Linked DNA regions of Ovis aries: all the other regions are linked to region 2. Evidence: chromatin contacts called from public Hi-C data. All regions are on one chromosome and are shown on one strand. The core of a region is the stretch at or near the end of the contact, and the rest is flanking DNA. Distances in the headings are between cores, read along the strand shown. Region 1 overlaps C23H18orf63 (chromosome 23 C18orf63 homolog). Region 2 has its middle 24 kb from the start of TIMM21. Region 3 overlaps C23H18orf63 (chromosome 23 C18orf63 homolog).

Evidence for each region. Hi-C and Micro-C count contacts between places; a contact is called where the count stands out from the background.
Region 1: a Hi-C map of liver shows a contact between it and region 2, with 3 times the contacts expected there. The contact joins two enhancer-like sites. A contact is called at or near these places in 13 of 16 Hi-C or Micro-C datasets (blood, hypothalamus, liver and 7 more).
Region 3: a contact with region 2 is called in a Hi-C map of liver, with 5 times the contacts expected there. The contact joins two enhancer-like sites. A contact is called at or near these places in 11 of 16 Hi-C or Micro-C datasets (blood, hypothalamus, liver and 6 more).

Annotation. Positions count from the first base shown.
Region 1 is chr23:4,292,736-4,296,044 of ARS-UI_Ramb_v3.0, reverse strand. It overlaps C23H18orf63 (chromosome 23 C18orf63 homolog), which reads left to right. Exons shown (of 12, transcript XM_027960695.3): 11 at 1-759. Among named protein-coding and RNA genes, the nearest start is that of C23H18orf63, 27 kb to the left of the region's middle. Within about 2 kb of position 1,319, at least 5 of the 54 cell types and tissues checked have an H3K27ac peak or open chromatin away from gene starts, as enhancers often do. A contact at or near this core is called in liver, where this site is marked.
Region 2 is chr23:4,404,440-4,407,989 of ARS-UI_Ramb_v3.0, reverse strand. No RefSeq gene overlaps it. Among named protein-coding and RNA genes, the nearest start is that of TIMM21, 24 kb to the left of the region's middle. Within about 2 kb of position 1,804, at least 13 of the 54 cell types and tissues checked have an H3K27ac peak or open chromatin away from gene starts, as enhancers often do. A contact at or near this core is called in liver, where this site is marked.
Region 3 is chr23:4,310,193-4,313,521 of ARS-UI_Ramb_v3.0, reverse strand. It overlaps C23H18orf63 (chromosome 23 C18orf63 homolog), which reads left to right. Exons shown (of 12, transcript XM_027960695.3): 3 at 73-129; 4 at 2,032-2,143; 5 at 2,854-2,895. Among named protein-coding and RNA genes, the nearest start is that of C23H18orf63, 9.8 kb to the left of the region's middle. Within about 2 kb of position 1,676, at least 2 of the 54 cell types and tissues checked have an H3K27ac peak or open chromatin away from gene starts, as enhancers often do. A contact at or near this core is called in liver, where this site is marked.

The sequences.
Region 1 (3,309 bases), core at 70-2,569, 110 kb after region 2:
ACCAGAGGAAATGCTCAAGTTCAAGACACAAACTTTAGCTCCCAACGTAATATTGCCCCTAGATTCATACCAGTTTTCAAAAGTCGACCGTTACAGATGACCAAAAGTATCTTAGCACCTGAGAACCCGAGAAGAAAAGAACGTGTTAATAAAGAATCTAAGTTGTTTTCACTGAAATCTAGTGAGATCCCGGATGATAAACTGAATTTAGATCCAACTACTGAAAAAAGACCTAATCATAGCATTCAGATGAAGGCTAAAAATCTGAATCTCAAGACTTGTAGATCTCTGCCAGAAAAAAACACTGAATCCTATGGAAATATGACAAAAAATCCCCTTTCTAGTGGAAAATCATTGATCACGAGTTTAAGTGAAAGTAAACAGCTGTCTAATAGTTCAGTATTTCAGATGCCAACTAGCAATTTAGGTGTAATAAAAAGTGCTGCTGGCTCCCAAGTGAATGGTAAAGAGAATTTGACAAGCAAATATATAACACAAATTTTAGGGAAAAGCCATGAGTCGCTAAAAGTGAAAAGGCAACCACATATTTTTGAGTCAGACACAGATCCGGAAGATTCCCAGCCACTACAGCCGCAATCAATTGACCAAACTAAAGAAGTTGATGTAACTGACCACCAATTAACAGGAAGCAGAGCAGCCCCCAAGTCCAAAAAGAAGTTATGTCAGAACTCTCCAAAAACGTCAAAGAAGCCTCACTCCAATACTGTCCTTTGTGGACAATCCCGTGCTAGGAAACAGGTAAAAAACCAAAACACAGTTTTAATCTGGGGCCATTCATCATGTGATACACTTTTAAACCCCCTAAAGATTTAAATGATTTGCCAAAGATATCCTAGAAACACACTGAGAATCAGAGTATCTAACACACCTGCAAGTATATACGATTAATTTATAATAAAAAGTGATTCTTCAATCTGGTTACAGGTACATCACTTGGACGAATCAAAACCCAAGAAGTCTCTCGTTCCTAAAGCTTAGGACATGGATGTGAAAGAAGGAAATATCCACCAGGTAACTTCAGTGATATCTTCTGAGTCGTGTTTTTATGACATTACCCAAATTGGAATCATCAAGATTAGGGGTCCCCCGTCTCATGTACCAAAGGAGCTACCTTTAATTCCTTGAAGCCTTAAAATCTAGGAAAGAGTAAATGGTGGGGGCAGTACAGCCCACGAAGGGCTGTGCGCAGCGGCTGCGGTGCGTTGTAAGAGGGCCCTACAGAGGGGTAACGTAGAGGGGTCCCATCGCTGGCTCTCACCCACTGTGTTCTGGGCTCTCAGCCGACTAAGAGGAGGGCGCTGCAGCAACAGACTGCCTAAAGATGTAAGATTCCACAGCTGTCAGAGCACCTACCTTTTGGACTCTCACCCAAGATAACTAACTTCAGATGATATTTCCAAAGTTAATCATTAAGTTCAAGTTTACTCAAAGAATTTTACAGTGCTGGCTAAAGTTAAACGTGAGACTTAGCTGAACATGCTGAGTCCACAGCTCTGCAATCACAAAACTATGCATCTGGAAAAAGCATTTTATTTTGTCCTGCCGTCTGGTTAATCTAAGAACAAACATATGACTAAAATATACACAAATACTTTTCTGCGTAGAACTGCTGGAATATTTTCAATTCAAATTTATTGTGAACAAACTAGAAAGCATTTTCTTATTTTCTCTCCCAAATGCTATTTCTCTCCATAATTAATAGAATTTTAGCCTGATTTGAATTAACTGAAAGATAATTAAGTCTATTTTCATTTATTTTATAATTTTATGTTTCATGTAGTTTTTGATATCTTTCTTTAAACAACCAGTAGGTGGTTGAGGAAAAAGTTTTATTTCCATTGTGTAAGATAATGAAATCTACTCTGGGTTTCATATTGTTTTAGAAGTATCGCACTTTGCCACTTTGGATTTTGCTGTTCTTTAGTCTCTAAGTCCTGTCCAACTCTTGCGACTCCATGGTCTATAGCCCTCCATGCTCTGTCCGTGGGATTTCCCAGACAGGAATACTGGAGTAGCTTGCCATTTCTTTCTCAAGGGGATCTTCCCAACCCAGAGATCAAACCCACATCTCTCGAGTTTCCTGCATTGGCAGGCAGGTTCTTTATCACTAGAGTCACCTGGGAAGCCCTCTTTGAATTATATAAGACCTAACACAATTTTTAACAATTAAATAATCATTCCATCAGCTAGGAAGAATAACATGATGAGAAAAATCATAGGATATTATTATAGAAAACAATATCCCCCAAATATAAAATTAATATATATGCCTGTAAAATTTTTGAATGATACAAAACAGGTTCAAGAAAAGGTAAAAAATAAAAAACCACCTGCAATCCCTCTTTACAGAGATAACCACTCTGAACAATGGATGGACATGCACACACTCCTGTGAACATGGAATCAGGCTCCATATGCTGCTGTGGAAGCTCTTTCTTCACTCAACAGGCTTTTTCGTCGTTGAACAGGATTCCATTGCATGTGGATATACTATACTTGACTGTTCCTAATGATTGACGTTTAAGTTGTTCCCAACTTTTCCCTATAACAACAAGTGTTACATAATTAGTCTAGTACAGATCTTTGCAAAATGTCCAGTAATTCAGTAACTTATTGAAACTTGCTTGGATTCATTATTTTTACTGTTAAAATTTTCAACCACAGAACATACAGATAATAATGTAAAAAACTTCTGAGTACCTATCATCCTGCTTCAAGAATTATTAATATTTTGCCACTCTGTTTCATCTATTTCTCACTGATACACTTTTTTACTATGCTAATTTAAAGCAAATTCAGCACATCATTTGGTTTTACCGTAAATATGTTTTCTCTTACAGATAAAGCATAGAATATTTTTAAAGAAAAAAAAGAATGTGTTTATATACATTACATTTTGAAGGTCTACCATATCTTTGTTGAGTCACTAAATTTCATTTTAGTTTAATAGGCAAACTAACAGGAAACCCTCAATAAAAATAAAATCAATTTCACGGAAGAACTAGAGCCTTCAGTCATATAATCAGGATACTGGAGGGAGATTTTATCTGTTTAATCTTGAAATGATAAGGCTGCAGTTGACCATGTGGTCTGGTGTCCAGCAGTCCCATTCCATTCTGGGTTCCTGGCCAAGATGCAGAAGTATAAATATATCGAAGCCAATGTCAACAACGACATTTGGTCTAATATTTTAAAAGAGGGAAACTGAAATGGAGCTTCTGTTCTAGTATTATTCTGGCTTTCAAACATTTTAGGTATTTAATTTATAAATGTGATATAATTGTTGTG
Region 2 (3,550 bases), core at 555-3,054:
TCTCTGCCTTTCTGGCTCTCCCAGGCCCGCCCCAAAGCTGTGTCCGAGGTGAGGGGCTCCCTCTCCTCTCCCGCCTGCCTGGGTCCTCAGAGGAAAGAGCACACTGCTGGTTCACCCGGGGAGAAGCCAGTTCTGACCCCTGTTGAAACTGTTTGACTTGCTTTTTCGTTGCTGCTCTTATTGTAATCATACATAATGGCCTGCCTCAGCGAATCCTGCCTCTCTGCCTGACTGTTCAGCTAAAGTGCCTTTGTTCAGAAGCCTGTCCACCTGTGGATGGCAGGCAGGAAGGAACACATCCTGCTGCCTGAGGTTTGCCATTCTAGGAGCTATCCACAAGATTGATGGCCTTTCCACTTTGGTTCCTTACCTTCCCCCCATCGCTGATCCATAAGGGAACCTGGCATCCAGGCCCAGGTGAGATGGTTGTGTTCAGACGTTTGTCTGCATCTTCTTGATCAGCCGGTTCTCCAAATAAAGTCATATTCCTAGCCTCAGCACCTCGTCTCCCAGTGAGCAGAGTGAGCTTGGACTCAGTAACATGCTGATTGCACTGCATGTGAATCTAGGCCCACACGCATGGATTTAAAAGATATTCACAACCGAAAAGATGAGAGGGTTTTTTGTGGGGTTTTTTTGCTGGGAATTTTTAGGACTTAAGCCCAAGAAGCAGCATCTCAAGTGACCCTGGGAGAACCGCTCTGAGGAGGCGAGATGGGGAAGCCAGGTTATATAGTTTTGCAGCAAAGGGCAGGTTCAATTCAGTCGCTCAGTCATGTCTGACTCTTTGCGACCCCGTAGACTACAGCACGCCAGGCCTCCCTGTCCATCACCAACTCCCGGAGCTTACTCAGACTCATGTCCATCGAGTCGGTGATGCCGTCCAACCATCTCATCCTCTGCCGTCCCCTTCTCCTCCTGCCTTCAACCTCTCCCAGCATGCGGGTCTTTTCCAAGGAGTCAGTTCTTCACATCAGGTGGCCAAAGTATTAGAGCATTAGCTTCAGCATCAATGCTTCCCATGAATGTTCAGGGCAGGTAGTCAAAACATCAAAAGATTATTGATAACTAAAGAAAACCAAATGTCTGAAGCTAAGGAATTTAGACTTTTCTGTGTATGGGAACATGCAAGAGTCCGGGCTCTCTGAAATCAGTCCTTTGAGATGCACCTCAGCTATCGGGGGCCACCATCCTGTGTTCTCACGTCCTGAGTCTCCCCGGGGCTCACCTTAGGGAGGGGCTCCAGCCTGATGGCTGCTAGAGGGCAGGTATTCTTTCCTTCCAGAGTGCCCTCAGGGCTCACCAGCTCATCATTAGTTGTGGCTGAAACACTGATGACTGATATGGCAGGAAATATTCCATTTCTCACAAGCAACTTCCCCAGACCCAGAATTATAAGCCACTTAAAAATAATGACCCCCACATGATAGAAAATGGAAAATGAACCAAACTGGAGTGGGTTGCCATTTCCTTCTCCAATGCATGAAAGTGAAAAGTGAAAGTGAATTCGCTCAGTCGTGTCCCCATGGACTGCAGCCCCCCAGGCTCCTCTGTCCATGGGATTTTTCAGGCAAGAGTACTGGAGGGGGGTGCCATTGCCTTCTCCTGGCGTGCTGCGATTCACCGGGTCGCAAAGAGTTGGACACGGCTGAGCGACTGAACTGAACTGAACTAAATAAGCAGACACAGAGTAGTAAATCTTATCTTTATCTTTCTGTCAATCCAGAGGAGAGATGAGTCATCAGGTAAAGAAGACAGGACTCCTCCTCACTGGTGTGGGCTGCACTTTTCCGAAAGCGGCCCCAAGCTGTTCAGAATTTCATTTGCTCAGAAGAGGGAGCTCTGGTTTTCGCTTCCCCGGCATCTAAGGCTCTGCAGGCTCTGTTTCCTTGTTTTCTAAACAGAGCAAGAGTATTAAGAAGTCTGTATAAGAGGCCAAGTTACTGTCTGAGGTGATCACACCGTTCCTGCTACAAACGTCTCTCTCCCCATCTCTTCTGTCTTTCTCGCCAATGTGTCCTGGGAACGGCCATCTTGAGGAACGTTTCCCGAGCTTTAACCCTCTAGAGCCACTAGAGGGCAACAGACACCCACCAAAATGAATCAGCGTCATGAAATACAATAAATTGATAATTACGCTACAAAGGCATTCTTTTAAGACAACCGTTTTTAGATTGTTTTTTAAAGTTTGTTCTTTTAGTATTCGTTTTATATATATTATTCTTTGCGATCCCATGGACTGTAGTCTACCAGGCTTCTCTGTCCATGGGATTTTCCAGGCAAGAGTACTGGAGTGGGTTGCCATTTCCTTCTCCAGGGGATCTTCCTGACCCAAGGATTGAACCCAGGTCTCCTGCATTGCAGGCAGATGCTTTACCCTCTGAGCCACCAGGGAAGCCCCAAGGTCCCCTAGGAAGTTCAATTAAATGTAAAGTAAAAAGCTGACACATTGGAAAAGCCCCTGATGCTGGAAAAGATCGAAGGCAGGAAGAGAAAGGGACGACAGAGGATGAGATGGTTGGATGGCAGCACCAACTCAATGGACATGAGTTTGAGCAAACTCCAGGAGATAGTGAAGGACAGGAAAGCCTGGTGTGCTACAGTCCATGGGGTTGCAAAGAGTCGGACACAACTGGACAACAACAAAAAGCTATTTACACAGCCTCCAAGTGCTCAACAAATGTTTAAACGCTGTGTATGCCTTCTGTAAGAGTCTATGCTGGACAGTGAGGTCACAATATTGAGCAAGATTCAGTCCGTGTCTCTGAGAGCAGACAGATTCGAAGCATAAATAATTCACTACAGCATTGGATGGTGAGCGTCAGGGTAGACCCAGGATAAGGCAGTGCAGATGAGAGAGAATCAGTGCTTTGTGAACATGACCTATGACCCCCATGAAAGCAATGTGCGTGCATTTCCTGTGCAAAGTGGGGTGAGCTATATATTCCAGTGTTTATCACCTGAGAATTAGAGGGTCTGTAATCACCCCCACACTCTCCCAAAGAGGCTTGTTCATCATCAGATTTATCAGAGTAAACACACAAACAACAAACCAGGGTCATCCCTAAGACCTGACCGCATCAGAAACCTAAGAGGACCTGCCAAGCACCATAAGAAATGGAACCTTTTGAAATCCTTTAAAAGACATCCTTTTAAAGAAAGCATAAAAACAAAACGTATTTTCTTGGAAAGCCATGTTTTTCTCTAAAAAGCTCCCTCCCCTCCCACTTTGAGAAGCCAGAGGAATCCGACTCCGGTGGGTGTTAAGCTGGGTCCTTTTGGTGAATGGGGGAGGCTTTCTCCTCTCTTTGGACTAATGAGGAGGTAACTGACAAGGCACTGAACAAATAAAACGCCTGCCAATGAAAAGGACGGGTGCTGGCCTTTGTCCCACTCACCTCTGCCCCGGGCTCAGGGCCAGCTCTGATCAGAGGGCAGTCAAGGCAGCTCTGAGCCCTGAGAGGTATTGGCTCACCTCTCGGTCCCCAGGAGCTCCCAGCATGGAAGATGGGGGCAGAGGAGCCTGGGGGTGCAGACCCCCCTGGGCAAC
Region 3 (3,329 bases), core at 427-2,926, 94 kb after region 2:
TAGATTCTTTATGTAGTGCATTATTTAATAATATATTTAAGTCATTTTTATAAATATGGATTTTTTTAATAGATAACATTTTATAAAGCTGGAAAACTTAATGCTTATCTGGAAAAATATGAAGCTAAGGTAAGTTTTTAAAAGGATAATAATTCCAGATGTTGTTTTATTGATTTTGTATATTCAACTTATTTTGTCAGTAAACAAAAATTGGAATATCTTTCTCATAAGTTGTTTCTATGCATGTGAAAAAACTAATATTTTCTCTCAGGACAATTTTTTGTGCACATTTAATAGAGAAAGGGGAAGAGGCTTAATTTTGTTGGGTACTTTATTGCAGGCATTTTATGTGACATAATTTCATTTGTCATCTCTATTTTCCAAGAAGTGAATATCGCATGTTTACAGATAAAGAAACTGAAACCCAGAGAGGTAAAAAAAAAAAATTGTCCACAATCATATAGCTAATAAGTAAGGGAACAAAAACACATAGATTGTGTCTGGATCTTAGCAAAGAAAAGAAGAAATGAGTACTTGAAGTAGAGCACCTCTCATGTCTCAATAGTCAGGCTGCTGAGACTTTGCTAGAGCTCCCATCATGTCTCTGCATGGGTGTCTGAGGCACTGTATCCTTGGTTATTCTAGCAGCCTGTTGGTATCACTGCTGGCCTCTGTTCCTAGATCTAGTGGAGTTTGGAATGATGAGGTTTTTGGCCATCTTCAAGATGAAATGCTTTAAGACCTAGGAGAATGATGAGGTCTCAATAATACCCAGAGATGCTTTGCAGTTCCCTGAGAAATATCTGAATAACCTGAAAGCTGATTTTAGCCATCATATACCATCTGTGGGAAAGCAGTGTTCTTCTCACCTGTGTTGAGCCTGCACAATTATGCTCAAATTGTCTTTATCTGGATACTTTGTACATGAGTAATAATCACAGCAGATAGTTATTGAACATCTATGATATACTGAGCACTTTGCTTGTTTCTGGAGATAAAGCTGGGGGCCTGATAAACTTCTTGCCCATGGGAATCTTAACATAGAAAAATAATTTCCTCCTTTTTATTTATTGGGTGATAGTTCTTGGCTCTCTCACTTTTGTCTTGGTAACAAATGCAGAAGTTTTCATCATGTTTTCATCTCAGCTGCATTTGCAAGAGTGTTTGCTCATGTGAATATGCTATTACATATGCAACTGAATACTCAAGGAGGGACTCTGCTGATCTCAGAGTTTTCTCTCTGTGCAGCTCTCTTCTCTCAATACTCTGCCCTCCAAACTCTAGCTACCGTGGCCTCCATGGATTCTCAGTTCTGTCCGTTCAACCCAGGGAGCCTGCTGCCTCTTCCAGGATTCCCCCTCCCTGCACTGCAGCCTGGAGAGCCTCTTTAATCAATATGCTGGGGTCTCATGAGTTTCCCAACTCCTAGGGGTTTGTCTTTTTCTGTTGCTAGATGGGCTGTGTGTTGTGAAACATTGTTTCATTTAACTTACCCAGTGTTTTAATTATTTCAAGTGGGACAGTGTGTCTGGATCCCATTGGTCATAAGTGAATATTCTGACCTTTGAAAATTGTGTGCAAGTAGAGATACTTGTTGCACTATATCTGGTACAAACACATACAAACTGCTGGTTCCATGTGTGCGCATGTAAACGTTTAACTTTTTTGATATTGGACTAGAGTGAACAGTAATGAAACATGTTACAACATAGTTCTGGCCGGCTTCCTTTGTGCAGAGCAGAGTACAAAGTAAAGTTCTAGCACATGAGCTCCAAAGATTTAGGCTTATTGAGGCAGGATAAACTGGTAGAATTTGGCCATTACAGTCATAGTGTCAATGTGAATATATTTGAACACTTCTTTAACTTCAGAACCAGATAGGATTAGCTGGAGTGATGACTGTAACTTCTACCCAGGATAGCCCAGTTTTGTTGGGAGGTGATCTAAGCACACACACATTTTCTCTGAGTTTCTAGGATAGTATAACAATTACTGTGAACTTGCCCATATTTTGTGCTTTAATATTTTTAGGTGGAGGCTCCACAACAAGTAATTCCTGTAATTCTTCAAAACTGCCTTTCATATTCACTCACGGCTAGACTTGCTCCAGCCTGGAATAAAGCTGGCCATCTCTTGATACAAGGTGACTTTATCTCTTTCAATCGTTAGGGCTTTCTGAACCAGATTACTTCTATTATGTACATCTGTTTTTAATTTCAAAATATATTGTTTTTAGGGAATGTTTTTTCAAAAAAAAATTTTTATTTTGTATTAGGGCATAGCTGATTAACAATGTTGTGATAGTTCAAGGTGAACAGTAAAAACATTCAGCCATACATATATTATACATGTATCCACAGGGAATGGTTTTTAAAGCATAGCCCCAACCAAACATTCTTAAGCAAGACCCCATCAACAAAAGTGTCCTCTCCTTCCTTTGCGATTATATCCAGAGGAGGTCTCCTAGTGTTTCTATGGAAAAAAGTGGTTTTATTATAGAATACTTGATGTTTAAAAAGGAATAAATGTAAGTTATGGAGCACTGTAATAAACACAAATTATTAGTGTTGTTGGAACCAAAAGTCTATTCTCAATTTTGTGTTGTGATCTGTTTTCTAAATATTTTACACCAAGAAAAAATATTTGCAGGAAGAATTGAGTATTTCTGTCTTTTTAATATAAGAGATATTTTTGAGTGTTAATTTTTTTTCTCTGAACTATCATCATATATTCATTTGTATAAAACTGCATTGTGAAGCATTTTCTGCAGCTTTGATAACTTTGCATAAGGAAGTTATATTAAGCATGATTTATGAGTTTTAATAATATGGTATATCCTATGAATTTTTTAAGGAAGAGAATTTCTTTCTCAGATGGGAAAACAAAGTGCTGTTGGTAAGTAAAAATATAAAAGTTAATAGATAAAACATTAATAAAATAGTTGTTTAAAAAGTGTTATAGATTGTTGGGTTATTAAAATCTTGATGATTAGCTTGTATCAAAAGTTAATCAGATACTGTTATAATAACAGTTTCACTCAGGAAATCACTTCTGATTCAAAATATATATTCTTCATGAGAAAAAATTCACTTTTCTTAGTTGAAATAAAAGCTGCATTTTAAATTTCTCTAGTTAAAATTATAACTAAAAATTGTTTAATTTTGTAGGTATTTATAATATATAGTCTCTAGAACCATATTATAAGAATTCTTTAGTACTGTTGTAAGTAAAAGCTTTGTTTTTTTTTTTTTTTATGAGTACATGATTCTTGTTTTTTAAAAAAGATTAAAGCTCAACATTCAGAAAACTAAGATCACGGCATCTGGTCC